Linked DNA regions of Capra hircus: region 2 is linked to region 1. The links are chromatin contacts, called in public Hi-C maps. All regions are on one chromosome and are shown on one strand. The core of a region is the stretch at or near the end of the contact, and the rest is flanking DNA. Distances in the headings are between cores, read along the strand shown. Region 1 overlaps LARP1 (la-related protein 1). Region 2 has its middle 65 kb from the start of LARP1.

The links. A called contact is a pair of places that touch in the nucleus more often than the background predicts.
Region 2: a Hi-C map of blood shows a contact between it and region 1, with 4 times the contacts expected there. The contact joins two enhancer-like sites. A contact is called at or near these places in 3 of 5 Hi-C or Micro-C datasets (blood and liver).

What each region holds. Positions count from the first base shown.
Region 1 is chr7:44,365,407-44,372,608 of ARS1.2, reverse strand. It overlaps LARP1 (la-related protein 1), which reads left to right. Exons shown (of 19, transcript XM_018050127.1): 17 at 517-626; 18 at 784-911; 19 at 2,427-6,048. The coding sequence ends at 2,627. Among named protein-coding and RNA genes, the nearest start is that of CNOT8, 30 kb to the right of the region's middle. Within about 2 kb of position 2,503, at least 1 of the 5 cell types and tissues checked has an H3K27ac peak or open chromatin away from gene starts, as enhancers often do.
Region 2 is chr7:44,489,847-44,497,048 of ARS1.2, reverse strand. No RefSeq gene overlaps it. Among named protein-coding and RNA genes, the nearest start is that of LARP1, 65 kb to the right of the region's middle. Within about 2 kb of position 3,163, at least 2 of the 5 cell types and tissues checked have an H3K27ac peak or open chromatin away from gene starts, as enhancers often do.

The DNA.
Region 1 (7,202 bases), core at 1,254-3,753:
GCTGCTATGAACAATTTTGGTACATCTATAAAATCTAAATCTACATTTTTGGTCATTTCCCTGTATACGTTGCTAGAATTGAAATTTCTGATTCCGGTGAGTGAATAGATGATCTAATTGCCATGGTCAAATGGCTTTGCAGAGAGCTCATGCTGGCGATTGACAAAATTTGCTTAGGGGACAGACAACAAATAGCTTAGGTTTGTGGAACATAAAGTCTCTTGTTACAACTCCTGTCTGCTCTAGCAGCAGAAAGTAACCAGTGATAACTTCATAGGCAGATGGGTGTAGGCAGAAGGCTGTTGTTCATTTGGCCCAAGTTTGCTGACCCTCGGTGAACGTTTAATGCTGGACTCATTTAGACTAGCATTAAATGCCAGCCTTCCCAGAGAACACTTAGCATTTTCTCAGTAATCCATGTATTTTAAATGGTTTCATAGATCTGTCATCCAGATACATTTCCTATTTACAGACAAAGAAACTGTCCTGATTTCACTGACTTGTGTTCTCCTACAGATATGGTTTGGAGTGCCTTTTTCGATACTACAGTTACGGCCTGGAAAAGAAGTTCCGGCTGGACATATTTAAGGACTTTCAGGAGGAAACCGTGAAGGACTACGAAGCAGGTAAGAGTCGGAGCTGGGACTCTGTGAGCCCTGGTCATCTATCTGTCTTCTTGGCCCCTGGGCTTGTCTGTATCACATCACATCCCCTTCTCCTGAGCCTCTCTGTTCTTAACTTCTCAGCGGCCAAGCTTCTTTCTACCTCTCTATTTCCCTGCAGGTCAGCTATATGGGCTAGAAAAGTTCTGGGCCTTCTTGAAATATTCCAAAGCCAAAAATTTGGACATTGACCCCAAACTTCAAGAATACCTCGGCAAATTCCGACGTCTCGAAGACTTCCGAGTGGATGTGAGTGGATGTCTCTCATCTTTCCCACCCTGATTGTCTTAGAAGGAAAACTGAACCAGAGATCTGGATACCTGGGTTTTGATCCCAGCTGGGCCACTAGCCCAGGGACCCTTCTTGTCCCTTTTGGGCCTTAAGTTTCTTTAAGAGAAGGTATGAGAAGTGGGCAGTGAAGGCTCATTGGAGGGTTTGTGATCACTCCCCACTCCCTTTCCCATGGTGGATGTGGCTGAACCATCGTAATGCCCTTTCTGTGTTACCTCCATCCCTCTTTGCTGCTGTGCCCTATTTAGAGGTGATCAGGACGAGTACCGTAGGTAAATGTTCTTATTCTTTCTGGGAGAGGTCAGTTCCAGCCCTAGAACTTGATAAAGTATGTCTAGTTCTTCCCTGCTCCTCCCACTTCTTCTTGGCACAGTGACTCAACAGTGACATCCAGTGGTGGTCAAAGTTATGACTACTGGTTCCTCTTCTGTCCTGAGTGTATCAGGGATTCCAGAGATAAGTAAAACTTTTTCCTTCAAAGTGTTTATAGTGTAGTAGGGATATGCCAGTCGTGTTACTTCCTTGAAACCTTTTAGCAAAAGGGCAAATAGAAGTAAGTAAGAGTCCTCACATACATTAAAAAATTTGACTTTATTGTGTGTCAGACACTATGCTTTAACCTTTTTAAACCTTTGTAAAGTGAAGCAGGCAGGGTTCTTATTGTCATCCCTATAGCAGTGGATGATCAGGAGCCCACGGCCAGCCAGTGAGATAGTGGCAGTACTGCTTAGGTGTCCTGACGACAAGTTAGGCCCGTTTTCTTCCATCCTTAAGGACTTCCTCCTTTGGGGGCTGGAGCGGGGGGAGGGTGCAGAGGGTGCATGTGCAGAGAACAGGGAGACCTGTTGGGAGCAGAGCAGAAAGGGCTCAGCTTTGGCTCCCAGAAAGGGGAGAGGTGACCTTGGGGTTACAGGACCTCTGGCAGTGGTGAGGCTAGACTGGATCCCAGTCTGACTCTTAATCAGTGTCCTTTTTAGGGCCATGAGGCAGTCCCCAGGAGTCTCTGGGCCTTCTGAATGGAGGCATGTCAGTGGATTGCATGCTACATTCCATGTACCGTCTCCTGAGCAGCCGCCACTTCCCAGAAGGGGAGCAGAAAGACGTATGGATAAGGCCTGGGCTTCAGTGCTGAATAGGCCTGTTTCAGATTTTGTCTTTACCCATTAAAAGTTCTGGACCTCTTGGCAGCAAATTATTTTTCTGTGCTTCGCTGTCCTCTTCTGTGAAATTAGATGGTCATGTCTACATCAAAGGGTGGTGTAGACCCCATGAGTAAATGTGCATAAATCAGCACAAGGTTTGACATCTTGGCGTGAAGATGTGCTTAATAAAACTAGTGACTAGTTCTTAGGGTTATAAACCTATTTATTATCTACACTGGGAGGTAGGAAGTAGGGGGTTTCTGAATAGCCCTGGCAAGGGCGGGGTTGTGGGTAGTGCTCCCTAATCACTGTGACTCCCACCTTGTTACAGCCCCCCATGGGTGAGGAGGGCAACCACAAGCGACACCCAGTGGCGGCAGGAGGTGGCAGCGGCGAGGGCAGGAAACGGTGCCCCTCCCAGTCTTCCAGCAGACCCACCAGCCAGCCCCCCACACCACCCACTGGCCAGCCCGTCCGGGAAGATGCCAAATGGACAAGCCAGCACTCGGATGCACAGACTTTGGGGAAGTGAAAAGCCCTTTAGCCCTGGGGTTTTGGGGGGAGAAGGGATGGAGAGGGTAGGTGAGCGTCTGTTGGGGTGCCCAGTCCCAGGAGAGGGGACAGAGAAGGGACAGGCCTGTAGTCATTAAGATGGGCCTTCGTGCTGAGTAGCAATGTGTATACCATTTGGGCTATCAGAGGTACCCCTGGGCAGGAGCCTCCACACACCCCCTTCCCTCTTCTCTTTCCATGACTCTTCTTCACATCCTAGCTTCTTCTAAGGGGGGGAGGGCAAGGGGGGAAATTTTTATATATATATATATATATATATATCAAGTTTTAAATTATTGATAGTTCGTCTGGATTACCAAAATCACTCTGCAGCCCTGCCCGCGGCTGGTAGGCCGCAACCCTGGTCCCCATCCACAGCTGCCTCCTGCTCCCCCTCAAGCCAACTATGCAGCCCACAAAAAGGCCCTGTGGGCCCCATTGCCCAGCACTGTTTCATAAAAGGCTCTGGCAGCGTCCCTGGGCCCTACAAGCACCAGCCCCTTGATCATCTGGGGCTTGCCATCGCCATGTTCTCTCCCTGCTGTCCCCATTACACCCTTCTGCCATCTTCTGGGAGGAGGAAACCAAAGGATCTAGAAGTGGGGGTGAGGGAAGGTTTCAGCCTCTCTACATCCCCCTCTCCCCATGCCCCTTACTCCAGCCCAGAGAGACGCTGCTCATACCAGAAAAGACTATTGAAAGATGATTTATTTTATTTTTCTCTGACCTTTCCATCCTTGGGGAAATGAAAAGAAAAAAAAAAAAAGACAAAATCGACCATAAAAGACCAAAAAAAAACCATCAGAAAACCCCCACCTAATCCACAGAAAGTGATGTCTTTCCCCTACTCTTGGGATTTTTTTTGTTTTGTTCTTGGAAATAGTATTTTTTTAAAAGTTGCCTTATTGTGGAGTGGGAATCTGAAATACCCAAATGCCTGTTTTCCTCCGTGGAGTCAACTTGAAGAGCTCGCACCTTCTCTGGATGTGCCTGGGCTGGATTGGTTAGAATCTGTCTCTTAACTGAGTTGCATGTATAGCACCTCCTGCCTGTAGGCAAGAGAGTTGGGAGTGGCTCAGATGAGAGCCGTGCCCAAATATTCCCGCTGTTGCGTCATTTGAGGCTGACACCCTGTGTCCACACGCTGCTGCCACTGTCGTGTCGTCGCTCTGCTTGCTGTTCCTTTCGCCAGGCTCCGTCCTGCCGTGACGCCCTTCATCCTGCCTTCGGAACCCCAAGGCCAAGTTTGCTTCAGATTGTTGGAGGACAGCGCTGGCCTGGATCTGGGGCACACTTGTCCTCAGCCTGACCGTCTTCCCCCACCTCAGAGGGGAAGGGTGAACACTTGGCAGCTGAGGCTTGGAAACATTGCTTGCATTCCCTCGATCGATCTCTGAGACCTCCAGGAGGCTTTGTCTCTTGAAAGGTGGAGAAGGATGCTGTTCTCCTCCCGTGGGCCGGGTGGGTTTGTCCATCTTGCATCACCCCTCTGCAAGCCATCTCTGCCCACCTTCCAGTTGACCCTGCCTAGGAACAAGTGATGAGGAGGCTTTGAGGGTATGGGTAATCCTGCCAGTTGGAGAAGCCCCATGGCCAGAAGGTATATGTGGACATAGAGTATGCCTGTCTTCACTTCTCCAGCCACTGACTGATTGTCTCGGGCTGTGAATGATTAGTGCAATGGCCGGTCTCCTGGCAGCTGCAGCTAGGGACGGTGACCCATGACTGGCCTTCACAGACTGGACTGGGGGCTGGGCGTGGGCATGATGACACACTCACCCCGAGGTGGTGGTGGTCATGCGCTCACACTCTCAGCTCTCTTCAACTGCTTCCTCTTTTGGGCCCTAAATTTGGGAGTAGAGGCCAGCATCTCAGGCTGGCAAGGGCTTGTCTTCTGTCTTGGGCACCTCACTGCTGTGCCACCCCGCCCACCCCAGCCTCCACCCTCCCATTATGGGGAAGCCCATCTCCATCCCTCTGAGCTGGTTGCCTAGAAGGCCAAGATGAGTGTCTGCTCTGTGCTCTGACAGTGGAGTCTGGGCCTCTCCCTTGCCAGCCCGGTGCCTGCCCCATGATGTACCACACACCGGACACCTGGACCCCCTCCTTCCCTTAATTGCCCCTTTTCCTTCGGGTTGCTCGACCCTGTACTGCTTCCAGCACCATAGTAACCTCAGTGTGTGTTCTCTGCTGGGTTTGGGGTCACAAGGAAGCCTTGAGAGTGTGGGCTGTTGTCTAGAGTTTACTCCCAGGCCAGGGGCCTGCCATCCTCTCCCTGACCCTCCCCACAGACACCCCAGAGAGAAGAAGCCCCTTTGGGGTGGGGAGGTGAGGACTTCATCTCAATACAGGCTGGGGAGGAGTGGGGGGGTGCTTTTTTTCTTCCTTTTTTATTTTGTGTGACATGTTTGGAGTTAATGTTGCAAAGAGTAGTTTACATCTTCACTTTCTGAAGACACTTGAATTTAGGACCGATGTATCTGTGACAAGCATGCAAGGAGTGGCAAAGGACATCAGGGCTTGCCACTTCACACCCACCATCCTCCATGGGGATCCAAGATCTGAGACAGAAGCGACAGCCTGCCCCAATCCTTCCATTCATCCTGTACCTTTCCAAGATGGGTCCACGCCAACATGATCTTTGGGCCTCAAACATCAGAAGGTCTGTGTACCTCAGCTCTGCTCAGGGGCAGGTTTCTCCCACTGTCTCCTGAACCTGGGAGGAAAGGCACTCTAGGTAGTGCCTGACGCTGCCGCAGCCTGGACCCCTTGGGCTCAGAGCCCAGCGAGGAGCCCCCATGTCAAAGTTGTTATGTTTTTCTGTTCTATTGTAGTTCTTCTTTCCCCTTTCCTGGTGATTGATTTTACAAAAGAAAGCTGCTCAGAAAGCCCTGGCAGTGGGAGGAGGGGCAAAGAAGACAACTAATTAGGGAGGGTGGGCTGGTTTTTTGCCAAAAGCCTGGGTCGAGTGGTCTGGATCACCCTCCCGAATGGGACCCCCCAAGTATCTCGTGTGTGAGGGTCCCAGGATTTGTCCCAGCCCCACCCTCTCCTTCAGCCACATTGATGGCAGAGGCAGAGAAGATCAGAACATGCAGCCCATTCTGACTGGAGAGGAAAACTTGTCATCTGGCTTTGCGGAGAAGGTTCCACCTTATGCTCATAGTACATTATCTTTACCATGTGCTAGGATATCACATTTACAAGGAAAAAAAATGTAAAATACTTGAATGAGCTTGTATTATAACATTAATATTATTGAGAGTATCTGCTTTTCAGGCTGAAGTGATTCATTCATTATTCTAGTCCTGCTTTAGTCGTTTGTAATTTGTGGTAATTATGCTTTTCTTTTTAATACAAAAAAAATGTATAAAAATAAAAACTTGAAAAGGCAAAAAAAAGCAGCCTGGCTGGTCTCCCATGAAGGGGTATGGCTATTGGGTGTGTTGGGTGGAGCCTGGTTCACGTTCTGACCTCAAATCCGTGGGAACCTGCCCTCACATGAGCACGTGGGAACCTGCCCTCACATGAGCACATGGAACCTCTCCAGGGCCCTTTCCTGACAGTGTCTGAGGCTCCTGGCGCGCTCAGGTGCTTCCTCAGGGGTCTGCAGAACTATGTGTCTTGAGCTCATGTCTCTGCCTTGTGTCTGAGGGCAGGGGAGCTATAGCCAGTGCCATAGACAAGAGTACTCCCCAGGCCAGTAGCTGGAATTCCAGGATTTCATGCACTGGCTGTGGCTTGGTGTTGTATCAGGACACAGCCAGGAACATAGAAGCTGCTGTGGTTCCTTGCTGAGCACACTTCCCTATGGGCTGGAGAGGAGGAGCAGCGCTCTGGCCCGACGGAATCCAGAGCAGCCCCGGATATGCCTGGGAAGGAAGGACGAGCACCCCCACCAGGACTGGTCTCCAGGCTGCTGATGGCTTTTGTCTGACCCATGAGGCCGGGCACCAGCAGTAGTGACCGAATGCCAGTCTGGCTGTAGTGTGTACTGACGAAACTAAAACTGGGCCTTATTCACTAGCTGTTAAGTGTCCTGGGCCTGGCACGTCAGCATCCCTTCACAAATGGTTTTCCAGATAGCTCGCCTTGTGTCTGGAGAGTAGGGACTTTAACACCACCGATGGCCTGCAGGGGGCAGAGGTGAGTCCAGGAGACACCAGCCAGGGCTTCTGCAGGCCTCTCTGGAAGAGGGACCGCACTTCTGTCGCCTGCTGGGAACACTGAACGAGGCTGGGGGGCTGGGAGGGCGGAGTGTTCCTTGTGCTGCTGTGACTCCCACATGCCACGAGGTCATGATGCCAGAACAACTCAGAAGTATCCACTGCAGGTCAAAGGAGACCAGTTGATTTCTCATGCTTTCTGCTTTCACATTTTCTGGTGGGAAGGTTGAGACTTCAGCCTTTGCTGGAACCTATTTGGTAACCGGTCTGAGGGCCAGCCCAACCACCTGCCCAAGAAACAGGGTGAGACCTGAGGCCCTTCATCCCTCTGCAGCCTGACACTACCTTCAGGCTACAGACCTGAAAGGGAGGAAGACCTCCATTCCTTT
Region 2 (7,202 bases), core at 1,914-4,413, 120 kb before region 1:
TCCCTCCAGCCCCTCCTGGAGTGCCCACCCCTCTCCAGGGCACATGCTGCCTGTGTCCTGGGCACACAGTTGCAGACTCTTCCCAGCTGAGGCCAGCCCTGGAAGGCAGCATCTGACCTTTGGACGTGTAAACAAGCCTTGGCCTGGCGCGGGGTGACCAGGCTTGTCCTTGGGATCTGCAGACTTGGGCAGCACCAGGCAGGCATGTGCGCATGTGCTCAGGCTAGTGGACCTCTACTTACCACTTGGAGTTGATTCTGGGGTCCTAAGAACCCACTGGGGGCTTTCAAGGATGTTTTCTAGGCCCAGGTTACTTCCTAAAAGAGGACCAGGCTGGAATCAAAGAATCCCGGGGGACCTTGAGGATCTGAGAGAGACATATACCCAGGGCTACACAGCAGACAAAGTCAGATCCACAAACAGAGCAGGCTAGTCACAGCTTCTCTGGGTCTTAGCAGCCTGGTCTATTCAGTGGGGAAAGGTCCACCAACATCCCTGGCTCACAGACCCCCTCCCTGCTGCAGTCCCTGACCCCACTGGCTCTCACCGCCCAGCCCTCCAGGTCCTCTTATCTCCAGGGCCCCGAGGCTGCTGATTCCTGGGACTAGGCCCGCCCTCCCTGGGGACACCAGATGGATGGGACTGCAGGGGCTGCGTGGGCCTGATATGGTGGCCCCTGGCCTTTATCAGTGGGGCCCGGGGCTCTGGCCAGGTACACGGGCCTGTCTGGTGGAGGGAGAAGTGGAGAGTGGATGCTCAGCTCCTGTGCAGACGAGATACAGGATGGGGACTTTCTTTAGTAATTAAAAAAAAAAAAACCCTATATTGCTTTCTCTGATTAGAAAGATTCAGGCATGTTACAACAAATGTAACAGAACAGAAATACATGGTATTGAAAGCGAAAGTGCCCGTGAATCTGTTTCCTATGCACAATCCCCAGGCCTAGTTTGGGGTTATCTCTCCAGATTTTTTGTGCACATAGATTAACCTTGGCAATTATTTACTGGATTGGAGTTGCGATAGGCTCCAACCCTGCAGCTTCTTGGCTTCCTAAGTGTTACTTCATCTCTCTGCGCCTCAGTCTTCTCATCTATAAAACCTTGCATGCACGTGAGGCGTGCGGCCCAGGCTCAGCCCCCAGAGATCTCTCTCCATAACCATCAGGGTCTCCTGCCTTGTTGTGTAACTGCCTTTATTTTTCTTTTAACAACGCAACATGCACATCTCGCCGTATTGGTGCCAAAGATGTAGCCCACTCCTGACAAATTCAAAGTTTTCCTTATATGTGTGAATTATCATTTATTATTTTAACCAATTTGATTGTGGTATGATTTACATAGAGTAAAATGTACCCATTTTAAGAGAACAATTCAGTGAGTTTCACAAATTTATATACATCCATGTAACCACCACCGTCATCAAGACCTGGAACATTTCTGTTGCCCCCAAAATTCCCTCATGCCCTTTTGTTACCAATCTCTTGTCCTCATACCCAGCCCCAGGTAACCAATAAACTATTTCCTGTCCCTAGAGTTTAGATTTCCCTTTTCCAGAAATTTATTTATTTACTTTTTGGCTGTGTTGGGTTCTAGTTGCAATACACGGGCTCTCTCGTTGCGATGCACAGACTCTCTGGTTGTGATGCAGGGCTCAGTAACTGCGGCCGGCATGCTGGCTCAGCGGTTGAACCTCCCAAGCTCAGTAACTCCATGGCTTGTGGGATCTTAGTTCCTTGACCAGGGATGGAATCTTGCATTGCAAGGCAGATCCCTAACCACTGGACCACCAGGAAAGTCCTCCAGAATTTCACTTTAACGGATAACACGGCAGGCACTCTTTGGGGCAAGGCTTCCTCACCAAGCGTGATGTTTCTGAGGCTCACCCATGTTGCTGTGTCCTGAGTTCATTGCCTTTCATTGCAGAAGAGTGTTTTACCGCTTCGATGTGTCAGTTTGGGTTTCCCTTCACCTGTTGACGAACATTTGGATTATTTCCGTTTGGAACTATACTCTTATTTTTAAAGCTGCAGAGTAGAAGGACCTTAAGATTGTTTTCCAGGTGTTTATTGCTACCTTATACTGTAATGAGCAGCCCTACACATCTCTATGGTCATTATTGCCAGAGGAGGCTAGAGGTATAATAGAAAAAAATTTTTTAAACAGACCCTTTTGTTCCAGCTGGAATCCCAGAGACCCAGACACAGCAGGCCATCTGCCCCAAATCGCCCTGTGAATCAGTTACTATGCAGAGGTCAGGATCCAGCTCTGCCTTTACCCTCCTCTCCCTTGCAGAGAGTAGGGTGAATGCTCCACAAGGAACACCCCAGTGCATCTCCTCACGACGAGGATGGTGAAGGTGGTGGTGATGGTGTCCGTGTTGCCCACCAGGGCTCAGCGCTCAACGAGGATGGTGATGGTGGTGGTGATGGTGTCTGTGTTGCCCACCAGGGCTCAGTGCTCAGCAGTGTCTCATGTGCTTTGCATGGATCTGCTCGCATTAATCCATACAATACTTAACTGAAGGAGGTGAAATTATGTGTTCCCATTCTATAATTAAAGAAAAACGAGGCATAGAAAGGCTAAGCATCTTGCCTGAGGTCTCAGAGCCAGGAAGTGGCAGAGTTGAGACTTGTACCAGGCAGGGGAGCTCCAGAGCCACTGTCCTCAGACACATTGGCCTTAAATCCCTGCTGAGCAGGGCAAGCGGGATGTGCCATGGTGGCGCAACCCGAGGCAAACATCAGGCAATCTGGGCTTCGTATTCCCAGCTTTGCTGTGTGGTGTGAGCCTCTCCTTTCTGTCTCCGGGACTCAAATTCCCCACCTACTAAAAGGGAAAGGGGGCAGTTGGGCAAGGCAGCTCCAGGATCGCTTGACAGTGTGGCTCTAGACTATATTCTAGAGCCGGGAATACAGGAGAAGAGGGAGCTAGAGCTTGCGGCTTCGCTCCCCGAATGAGGTCAGGAGAGGCAGGTGGTCTGGAGGCTTTTCTAGGCTGGACTCTTGGAGGCCTGGTCTCAGGACACAGTGGCCAGGATGGTGACCTGAACAAGAGATTTGGCTTCTGTCCACTGGGGCAGGCACGGCTGGCCCTCCGGTCAGAGCGTATTTCAGTGCTGACTTGGGCGCCTGAAGTCATGGAGTCAGCATCAGCAGATACCCAGCACTCGGGAGCACCACGCCCCGGGTTTGAGCCCTCCCTCGCCCTCCAGGCCACCTATCTCCTCACTGCCCCGGCCCCGGCCCTCAGGACCTGTACTCTAGGCACCCCTGCCTCTCTCTCCAACCTCAGTGAAAACATATGCACAGCCCTGTCCTCAAATTTATAGCAACAAAGGATGTATACACTATCCACATTTATTGAGCACTGTTAATATTTACATGAATTAATATTTAATCTTCCCAAAGACCCTATGGTGCAGATAGCATATTATCACATTTTACAGAGGGGATGTCTGAAACTCAGAGAAGCTGAGTGCTTGGCCCCAGGTCAGACAGAATGCACAGGTCAGAGCCAGGATGTGGGTCCAGACAGGCTGACCCTGAGCACACTGTACCCACCTCACTACTTCATTCTCCCTACCTAATGGCATCCCACAGCCTCTGGCTCCTTCCTGATACCATCCCTCTTACAACCATCCCTGTCCACCAGCCAGAGGTTGGAGAACAGTTTTGCTGTTAAGGACACAGTTACTTAGAGGTGATGGTCTTGGGTTCAAATCCTGACAGCACCATTAAGGACACAGTTACTTAGAGGTGATGGTCTTGGGTTCAAATCCCGACAGCACCATTCACTGGTCGTGTGTCTCTGGGGGCAAGCCTCACAACCTCGCTGAGCCTCACCTTGATCCATTCGTGATTGCATGCCTGCTGTCGTGTCTGACTCTTGGTGACCCCACAGACTGTAGCCCGCCAGGCTCCTCTGTCCATGGGATTCTCCAGGCAAGAATACTGGAGTGGGTTGCCATTTCCTCCTCCAGGGGATCTTTCTGACCCAGGGATCGAATCAGTGTCTCTTGGTCTCCTGCCCTGGCAGGCAGGTTCTTCCCACTAGTGCCCCCTGGGAAGCCTGAGCCTCACTTTGGGCCTCTATCAAATACAAATGACAACCAGATCCACTTCATATAAATCAGAATGTAGACCACCGGTTCTCAAAGTATGGTCCAGGGACCCCTGAAGATCTCCAGGACGCTTTCAAGGGGATCCCGAGGTCACAGCTGTTTTCATTGTAAGACTAAGAGCTTTTGCACTCTCGTTCTCCCACGAGTATACTATGGAGTTTCCCAGAGGCAACGTGTCACGTTATTTCATAGCAGATTGAACGCAGACACAGATGTGAGAATCCAGCTGCTCTCTATTAAAGCAGACAATAAAGAGATTTGGAAAAATGTAAAGCAGTGCTACTCTTCACCCTAATTTTTTCCTAAAGTATGGTTATTTTTTGTAACATGTATTTATGTTAGAGTGCTTAGTTATTTTTACATCATTGATATTTATTAAGTGTCTCAATTTCTATTTCTGATACAGTAAATATTGATAGACATAAACACCATAAACAAAAAATCTTTGGGGTTCAGTGATTTTTAAGAGGGTCTTGAGACCAAAAAGTCTGAGAATGGCTATGTGAGTGCAAGGCATCCGCTACATTTGTGGAAGGAGGTGCCCTTGACCTTGGACTCGCCAAGATGCATCATTCTTTTTCTCCAGGGCTGAGTGTAGAGGTCATTACTGAACCGCAGATGGCTGAACACTGGCCAAGAGAGACATGGCAGACCTTGGCCCTGGTTCCACCATGACTGGTCTCCCTGTGACCCTGACCAGACCCTGGAATGCTCTCAGCTTCCCCTTTCTCCACCTGAAGGACAGGTGGTCAGGCAAGCAAGTTTCTCAGGCACCTCAGACATATGGATCAAGCATGAGCAGTTAAGTCCTAAACTGCCAGCCTCGGGTCTGGAGCTTGAGAGCCCCAGTGGGAAGTCACACTCTGCCCCTAGCTTGGGGAGTGAGAATCGCTATGGCAGGGTCAAGAGACAGGATGCGAATGTGGGGAAAGCTCAACACTGGGGTCACCTGGCCTGAGTTTCCAGCCCCTGCAAACTCCGGTGCAGGACCCACAGCCTCACAGTGCCTCAGGGATGGCATCTGTAAAATGGGAAGGTTGAACCCTGGCAGCTGATGTTTCAGCTAGAATGTAGGAAGCCCTCAGCATGCAGGCCTGCTTTCCCTTGGTCTCCTTGCCTTGAAGGCACCAGAGTGCAGAGGTGAGAAAACCAGCAGGAGGAAGAGCTGAGCTGGGAGCTACATGGCCGAATCTAGGTTCTGTCGACATCCTGGGTGACCTCAGGCAAGCCCCTGCCCCTCTCTGAGCCTCGCTTACCAGGAACTTCAAGTGGCCACAGCCTGGGGGAGCTCCGAGTTGGCTTCTGCCTGCCTTGCAAAGCTGATGGTTGGTAGGAGATCTGGCAGACACCGGACTCTCGGAGCCTCTTGTCCCAGCTGAAATGCCATCCCCCACATCCTTGTCCTTCTCCCGAGGGCCAGGCTGTTCCCAAGTCAGTCAACCAACCTTTACTCAGCACCCATTCTCACCAAGCCACAGGGCTGACTGGAGTCCAGATGTTTTCTCTTCTTTGTGTTCCATTCCACTTCATCCGAATTCCAGGAACATTCACTTGGGGCTCAGGACTGGGCTAGAGATAAGAGAAATGAAGTGTGCTCTATGTCTTGCAATGAGCCTGGGGCCTTATTAGATGAGGCATAGTTTATTCATTCATTCACACATGCATTCATCCAATAAATGTTTATTGAGCACCTACTCTACACCAGGTCCTATGCTATGAAGAAAGCAGACATAAGTCTTGCCCTCATAGAGATTATAGTTTAGTAGAGGAAGCAGACGTTAAATAGCTAAACACACAAATATAGATATTACTATACATTCTGATGACATCAATGGGGTAAAAAAAAAAAACGGCATGATATGGAAAAGTAGGAAAGATTTTTCAGAGGGGATTGTGAACAGCTATTATAAACACAGACTTTGAGGACAGTGGCATAAACATGAAAAGAAAATTGTTTTTTTCATAATGACAAATCTGGAGGTGTTGGTTCAGCAGTTTAGGTGTGGAAGCCTCTGTTGTACCTCATGTTTTCAAGATGGCTGCTGGAATGCCAGCCTTCACGTATGTATTCCAGACAGAAAGAAGGAAAGACGGAAGAGCAAACGGGCACACCTTGGTTCTCTATTCCTTTTGAAGGCGCCTTCTCAGAAATCTGCACATCCTTTGCTTATACCTCATTGGCCAGAACATAGTCACATAGCTTCACCTGGAAAGAAGACCGGTAAACGAAGAATTGAGCTGAGCATCCTGAATGAAGTAAGAATTCTGTAAGAATTGAAGAGAGACAAGATAGTGAGTTGGTGTATTAGTTTCTTATTGCCACTGTAACAAAGTACCACAGCTTGGTTGCTTAAAACAGCTGACATTTATTCTCTCAGTTCTGGAGGCCAGAAATCCCAAATCACTATCACTGGACTGAAATTAAGATGTTAGCAGGGCTGCACTCCCTCCGGAAGTTCTAGTGGAGAATTCACTCCTTGCCTCTTCCAGTTTCTGGTGGCTGCTGGCACTCCTTGGCTTGTGCCCACATCACTCCAGTCTTTAAGGCAAGCATCTTCAAATCTCTCTCTGCTTTGTCTTTGCGTTGCCTCCTCTTTGTGTATGTGTCAAATCTCCCTTCATTTCTCTCTTCCAAGGGTATGTATAATTGCATTTAGGGCCCTCCCTGATAATCCAGAATAATCTCCCCATGCTGAGGTCCTTAATTTAATCACACCTGCAAATGTTAGCCTTTTCCAAACAAGGTAAATTTTATAAGCTCCAAAGAGTAGGCCCTGATATCTTTGGTGGCCATTTCTCAACCTACTATATAGCAGGTGACATCAGTTCCTGTTTCCAGGGACTTCATTTAAATGGAGGGGTCAGAGAAACCCTCTCTGAAGAAAAGATATTGCACCTGAGATGGAAAGGATGCCTAGGAGTTAGCCTGTGGAAGCACGGGGAAGTGTCCCAGAGAGGGAATGGCATGCGCAAAGGCCTGAGGTGAGAAAAAGCTTGCGTGTGATGGTGGGGATGGAGGGCACCAGAGAGAGATGAGCAGGGGCCCAGGAGCCCAGCAGCCATGGCAGGTATTTTTGTCTTTA